Regions from separate parts of the Bicyclus anynana genome. Here region 1 is linked to region 2. The links are chromatin contacts, called in public Hi-C maps. All regions are on one chromosome and are shown on one strand. Each heading gives the region's core, a stretch centred on a gene start, on an enhancer-like site or on the middle of the called end of the contact. The rest is flanking DNA. Distances are from core to core; before and after follow the strand shown. Region 1 holds the start of LOC112058229 (fibronectin type-III domain-containing protein 3a-like). Region 2 overlaps LOC112058229 (fibronectin type-III domain-containing protein 3a-like).

What was found. A called contact is a pair of places that touch in the nucleus more often than the background predicts.
Region 1: a contact with region 2 is called in a Hi-C map of whole body, with 2.6 times the contacts expected there. The contact joins the promoter of LOC112058229 here to the enhancer-like site in region 2. A contact is called at or near these places in 2 of 2 Hi-C or Micro-C datasets (whole body and whole larva).

The regions. Positions count from the first base shown.
Region 1 is chr3:13,537,650-13,541,379 of ilBicAnyn1.1, forward strand. It overlaps LOC112058229 (fibronectin type-III domain-containing protein 3a-like), which reads right to left and starts at 1,869. Exons shown (of 8, transcript XM_052890106.1): 1 at 1,517-1,869.
Region 2 is chr3:13,497,802-13,501,396 of ilBicAnyn1.1, forward strand. All of the region lies in intron 1 of LOC112058229 (fibronectin type-III domain-containing protein 3a-like), which reads right to left. Among protein-coding and RNA genes, the nearest start is that of LOC112058229, 40 kb to the right of the region's middle. Within about 2 kb of position 1,865, at least 7 of the 8 cell types and tissues checked have open chromatin away from gene starts, as enhancers often do.

The DNA of each region.
Region 1 (3,730 bases), core at 619-3,118, 40 kb after region 2:
TGCCCAAATATTTTTTTTGTAAGTAAGAGTCACCATGCATGCTTAATTAAATAAATGATTAGGTACGTATAGTGTGCGCCAAACTTTGAAACCGCTCTGAAGTTGCAATACGCCGTACTGCGCACTTGCGCAGTCATTACAAAGTATAAGTTTACGTACAGTGCGCAGCCATACGCCTCGTGTTCAGAGCGGACTCTAAGTTTGGCGCACACCTACTATACAATAACACAACTAAACGCCATCAACAACAAAAATATATTACTAAGTAAACCAATAATTTTATACCTAACTTTATACTTATGTATACATAGACATGAATGTATTAGTTATAATATTTACGTCTAATGGTAACCTGTATTGAAATAGTGTAGGTCGGTAGTGGGTCTAGGGTAGGGTAACACTTTCCTTATTCCTTTAAACTATTAATTAAAAATATGGCTGATGATGATGACGCTGCTGATGAGTTACCCATTTAGGTAAAGTAGGGGAACTGGCCTTGTAGGTTGACAAGTAGGATACCTATGACATTTTTTAATGACGACTGTAATATCTAAAATACCTATTGAATATAATGAAAATTATTGTAGGTAAGGTAGATCTCTACTTCATATGGATCTCATTATATTAGGTAAAATAAATAAGCAATAGAAAAATGTTTGATCAAATTCTGCTCAGCTGTTTTCCCGTTGCTGCTTATGTGGGTAGAATGACAAAACTACGCCCGTATGGAATGTATGAAGAACAGATTCTATTTTTTTTCAATTAGTAGGTACGTAGGTAGGTTTTTTATAATTGGGGGGTCTAGTAACTGCATTTTAAATCAATCTAAATGGTGATAGCTGATAGCTAAATATAAATGATAGTGTAGGTGTAGTAACGAGACCTGCGCGATGTCAATCACCGCCTACAATTTACCAAGTAGGTATACGCTGTAGGTAAGCATTGAACGCATTCATTGTACCCACGGGAAACAGCTACAATGTTGCAAATATGCAGTGGTACCGCCGAGAGGCTAACTGAGAGCTACACTGACATTGCGTATCGTATAGTCCGACATTCCATATGGAATGCGGTCGCTTGACCGGCCGCTGGGCCGCGCAGTACCTCCCCTCGCCTGCGCCCGCTCTCCTCCACGTCTCTACTCGTTTCCGTCCACCATATGGAATAGTGGGATAGGGCATTCTAACAAGAATCTAAATAGCAGTCGTTCCGGAAAAACCACTCGCATATCTTTCGCTTTCCAAGAACCACGTCCTGTTAGTGCATGACGTCATAGCGCTCATTAAAGGTAATTTAAAACAATGCCACGCAATAATGCGAGGAGTAAGGATCTAGTGTAAGGATGTTTCATGTGCGACGGCCTGTGGGAGCAGAGACGTTCGGCCACCGGTGGGCCTCTCGCCTTCTCGATGTTCCAGAGCGTATCGACGGCCGGCGCCACGTCGCGGCCACCCGACGTCCCGGCACTGCACTGTGTACACACGGTCGCATTCGCCAAATCGAGAAATTCACTCACCTTCGAGGAAAAGCCGTCGATCGGTAAAAATATCCACTAACTCGGGCGCACAGATAATCCGGTTATCGTCCGTACGGCACAAATATTCACCACACCAAAACGACAACATAAATAAACGCGGGAGGAGTCACCGATCGGTCACCGCCGACTCACTCTTCGCACCGATCGAAATGCAACTCGGAAAAATGCACGGGGCGGGGTTGTCGAATGTCATAAACGGTCGGGTTCCAGAGGTCGGGCGCTGTCGGCGTGTCGGCGACTCACCGGCGCCGAGGACGAAGCCGCGTAGAGTACTGAGTGACTGAGGCGTGAGGCACCGCGCGGCGAGCGCTCTCTCCCTCGTCCCTCCGCCGGGCGCGGGGGCCGCTCGCGACGTGGCCGCCGCGCCGCCGCACGCTCCGCCGCCGCCCGTCCGCGCCGCCTAGCAACGCGCCGTCGGCGTCGCCGCCGCCGTCGTCAGGGACTCCGCTAACAGTATCGGGTCACTCATCTCCTACATTGTTGACGCGACATCTTTCTATAAGACTACATACCGCATTGCTTAATAGAATTCCTAGCCTAACTAAAACACAAAAAAAAAACAATAGATACAGTTGACAGTAGTAGTAACGTGCTGAGTGCTAAAGTTAGTAAATATCTACCGGCTACTTACATATTATCTAAACATAAAACAGACTATTGATTGATTGACTTTCAGGCGATTTTCACCAATTATACTTAGTTGCCATAACTTTTGGCAGTTCGACCAATTTTTATGTAACTTAGTTTGTAATTATATCATGGTTTGTAATTATATCATCTTTGATTATATAAGGTCATGCTTATATTTTTGATAGATACCCAATCGGGTATATTTGAAAATATACGTTTGTTCATCCTCCATGATCGTGTAAAAGGCTGAACCGATCTTGATGAAACGTTTAAGAAACATCTCTAAAAATATTTAAAACATCCAAATTTGATCTCTCACTTAAGACTAATTCTTCTCCCATTTAAATGCTACATTGCCAATAAACAGACATTCATAGCAGCCAAACCTGCAATACCTACCATTTTTTTATAATCGGAGGTGAAAAACTAAGAACACGTTAGACATTATCATTAGAATCTGTGATCGTTTTGGGGCAAAAATCGTCGGTAAAAGTAGCTAGTATCATTAGCGCAACGCCAAGGCATCTCTAAGGACAGGCAGAAGCAGCTGACCCGATCTGTAAGGGCAACTCACTGTACCTACTAGTACTAGGTATTCATTCTTCTCATCTTCCATAATACGAGTATAAACGTACTCCACCCTAGGCAACTGCAAAATGAAATGCCAACGTTCTCGAGCAGAATTGCTCCTAGGAGGGTTATTTACTCCTAAAATCTCTAGCTTTTGCCTTTTAGAGGAGTAGATCTCTACTAATCTATCTACTACTGATCTACTACTAATCTATTCGGCGCGTTATGAACCAAGTCGTAAGGACATAATTAGTTTAATTTATTTGTCCTAATCCGCCCGCCAGTTCAAATTGAGCAGTGGCCAGTATGGTACGTCCAAGCTCCATATTCCTCTCTTAAAAGGTCCTTCCTTCGGTCCTGACCTGGCTGTTTTGTATTAGACCTTCAAATTGGCTATATATTATGGCCCACAGCTCATGTTATAACGCGCTTGATCATCATCATATCAGCCCACTGCAAGACAAAGGCTTTTTCTAGGGACTTCCAAACACCATGATCCTGAGCCATATCTGCATCCTGCATCCCGCATATAGCGCGCTTACTATAGGATAAATAGAAATCAAAATTGGGTGTTTGCATGATCGTTGTGATCAAGATTCTTGACGTAACATCAAAATTGTTAGACCGAGCTAAGGCGGTCCGCTAGCAAACCGCATAGCTGGCTAAATAATACACAAGCAGTTCCTGCATTATCCTACAATTATTGCACTTTCTTTCCCATTGTTAGCGTGATGAAATCAGTTTTACTATCTAGCGATGGAGCGAGATTGGCGAGCGCGCGACTCGTTAGTCGTTAACCGCAGTAGATGCAGCGGAGGTACTTTCACTCCGTACCTGCCACATGCAACCAGTTATTTATGTACCTACCTTAGCCAGCCATCAAAACAAAACTAATAAATCTCTGTCGCGTCTCGTTTTATATGAACGCGTAACACTTTATTTTATTTAAAAAATTAAATACGAGTAAAGGCGCTTCACAGATCTATAATGAAA
Region 2 (3,595 bases), core at 615-3,114:
CCGTTATGCCACGCTAATTGTTGCCATTGTTGTTACAAATGGTATAAGTAAAATCTCAAATTGCGACTAAATGTATAGAATTCGACCAGTCTTATTATAAGTATAGATATCTTATTATAATATATTTCTTATGCCGGATCTCTTACTATTATTATTTATTACCCACACATTCATAAATGCGTTTGTAGCGTATTGAGCGTTGTTTCAACACGTATAAGTATCACCGCCGTATTAGGATCGATCATCGACCTCCAAATTGTTCATGATACGAGACACGAGTACGAGTAGATGACACGCACCGCGGTTCGTCGCGTAGGGTTTCCATCCTTCCTGTGTTACAGACACTGTTTTTTTTTTGTCAAATTAGCCCTTAACTGCAATCTCACCTGATGGTAAGTGATAATGCAATCTAAGTTGGAAGCGGAAAATTCACACCCATTCCGGTTTCTACACGACATTGTACCATCTTTGCCGATAGGGTAACTAGCCACGACCGACGCCGGCAAGAAATATTTGTGTTAAAATTCAATTTCAAAAAAAGTTTCAATAGTTTTTAAAACCTTTTCTATTCGAATGTTTCATGAGTGTCTAGACTTAAACATAAAATAACGCTCTCCTATCATTTTATTTCTTGCTTATTGCACAGTTTTCTTTTGTAGTTATACCGAAGTGTAAGATATCCTGTAAAATATGTACTTGTAGTTGGCAAACCAAGGTGCGGGCCGTTGTTAATGTCATTCTAGTTGTCATGTTGCAGTGACCGAGCTGATTGATGAATGACCACAATACGAGATAAAAAGTACCTATGAGTAGGTATATACGGCTGGGTAGGTACCTATTTATATTAATTAATTAATTAATTATTATTGATTCATTTATTTTTCACACATCAAACACGCAACTTGATCTATACTTTCTTCTAATTTTAAAAACGTACCTAACTAAAAGTCGTAGAAATTATTTTGAAACCTTATGTAGAATTTAAACAAAATTATTTATAATATAATTTGTTTCGTTACTAATATACAGTAAGTGAGATATTTTTTGTTATGCTCCAAGATAGGGCAAAATGTTTTGATGTATTGTTATTTTAGGTTATTTGGAGCGAGATAACAAATGTGTACTGACAAAAGTTCACATTCCAGCGATAACTGTCACGCAAGTGACGACTGTAGAAACTGGAACGGTATAGTTATAATTTGGTTTTCCCTAAACAACTGATGCTCATGTACTATCGAATATGTATATTGCCCCCATCATACCCCATATCATGCCATTAACTATTCGAATTGCGAATAATGAATACGATTTTATTATTACCAACGTGATAACAGAAATGGAGCACAAACGGCAATACATATTGTGCCGTCAACGCGGAATGCGCGCACGCAATTCAAATTGAGCTAATGTGAAAAAAGTGTCATTAGCATTATTAGCTTACACACAAGTTTCGAAATCGATTCTATTCAGTGCACAACGCGGCGAGCTATTCACGTATGCAAATTGCCGGTGTGACTGCAATTTCGGGTTGGTGATGTTACGAGGAAACAATCGCAGGGTGTTTCGATTCGATAAAACCGTGTCGCAGATGAGCGCTTATCTCCCGCAGGATGACGACGCTTCCGTTGCAGCGATAGCGCCACCTACGCTAATACGCGCGTTCCCACTCGACTCTCAACAACTATTATAATAAAGAGAATCAAAGGCGCCGACGGACCGGAGCTTCGCCGATCTTCGAGTGTATCGACGTCATGGGTAAAAAATATGTATTTCACAAAGTTATGCGACAATTCAAACCCGTCTATGGTTCACAATGACGCGGCTCGCGTGTCCACGTAGTGCCGTGTCGGTCAATTAACAGCCCTTAATGAAGTTCATTCACGCGACAGTTATGAATGAAAGTCGAGTTCGTATGGCATTATTGGAGCATAGTAAAAGAACTCCTCCATTCAATGCGACCTTCCACACGTCGTTGCAGCTGATGGCATTCTTCGTTTTATGAGTTCGTCGTGCTTCTTGTTTTTATTCAAAGCTTTTGATATCATTATGTTTGGTGCGACCAATTACATTGATACGCCCAATATTTAGAATGAAGAGCGTTTTCACAAGCTGTTATTTCAGTGTATGGTGTTTGTTTAAGGAAGCTGCTAAGGGAAGGTGTTACCACTTTCTGTGATAGGTGTCGAAGAGTTCTGTAAGACTTACTCTATGTGAAATGGCAACGACGACACTCTGAAAAAGCTATTAGACACTAATCAAAAGACCGGCTCTTAGTCTTGTTAAGCCTGAATAAAGCCTAACTGGACTTTAAATCAGTTATCTCCAACTAAAGTACTAAAATGTACAACTACAAGAGGTACTCGTGTTATTATGTTGTTTGAGCGTGTACCCAGATGTATATAAGTCGGTACAGTTTATTGTGATTCTATTTCCGGGTGGTAGTAAAAGCTCAAAGTGCCGCGCACGCGCTGCGGTTTCCTTACCACTAGAGTTACCTACTCCAAAGAGATAAACTGCGGTTACATAAGGGCCTCCGCAGACGTGGGACTTTGTTCATGGAAAACGAAAATAAAGTGTAGATAAAATGACTGCCGAAAATTTTGTGGAACAAACGTCCTCGATGCGACGACGATTCATTCGACGGATGTTTAATGAAGCAAATATTCTGAGATTGGACATTTTGTAGTAACATTCTTAAAGGAATCATCAACGCGAACAGTGGAATTCAATTGAAGTAAGGACTTATATTCTTTCCTCCGGGTCCCTTATTTGACGCCTTCAATTCACCGATGCGTAGCGTTTTGTATGCGCCTTGGCTTGTCAGGACTTGTTAGGATAGATATGTTTCTATATACCTCGTGTGGATTAACTTGACACCTGTCTCGAATGATGTTTGTATTGAGTTTGGTAGCCAGTTGTCAAGCTATTGCGCACGAGTTAGAGATGTACGACTATTAGTTTCCAACGCCACTCGTCTAACATGTGTATCTAGTCTAGACAATAGCACGATAGTCTCAATCAACCACTGAAGCCAACAATCCAGTGGACAAAAAGGATTTTTTGTCTAAAATATAGAATCTCTTTACTTTACGACGTATGTACGCAGGCCTTAATATACCTCCTAATAGCCACGCACGCGGGCGCGGCACCAACTTCTCAATTAAGATAGATCAATGCGTAACATACTACGAATACTGAAGTAGAGATGCCGAGTGAATGCGTTGGGTGAAAGGCCCGATACGAATAATTGCCTGTTCTTTCGCATCATCTGATGGACTTTCTCTGTTATTGTCTTGGAAGACGGCTCTACGCGTTCCACAGTGATTTTGCGGCACATTGGTAATATGCCGCAAAATAAAACATTTCATAGATGCCTAGTACCTACCTACTTCGGATTTTTTTTTTTATTTTTATTCTTTACAAGTTAGCCCTTGACGACAATCTCACCTGATGGAAAGTGATGATGCAATCTAAAATGGAAGCGGGCTAACTTGTGAGGAGGAGGATGAAAATGCACACCCCTTTCAGTTTCTACACGGCATCGTACCGGAACGCTAAATCGCTTGGCGGTACGTCTTTGCCGGTAGGGTGGTAA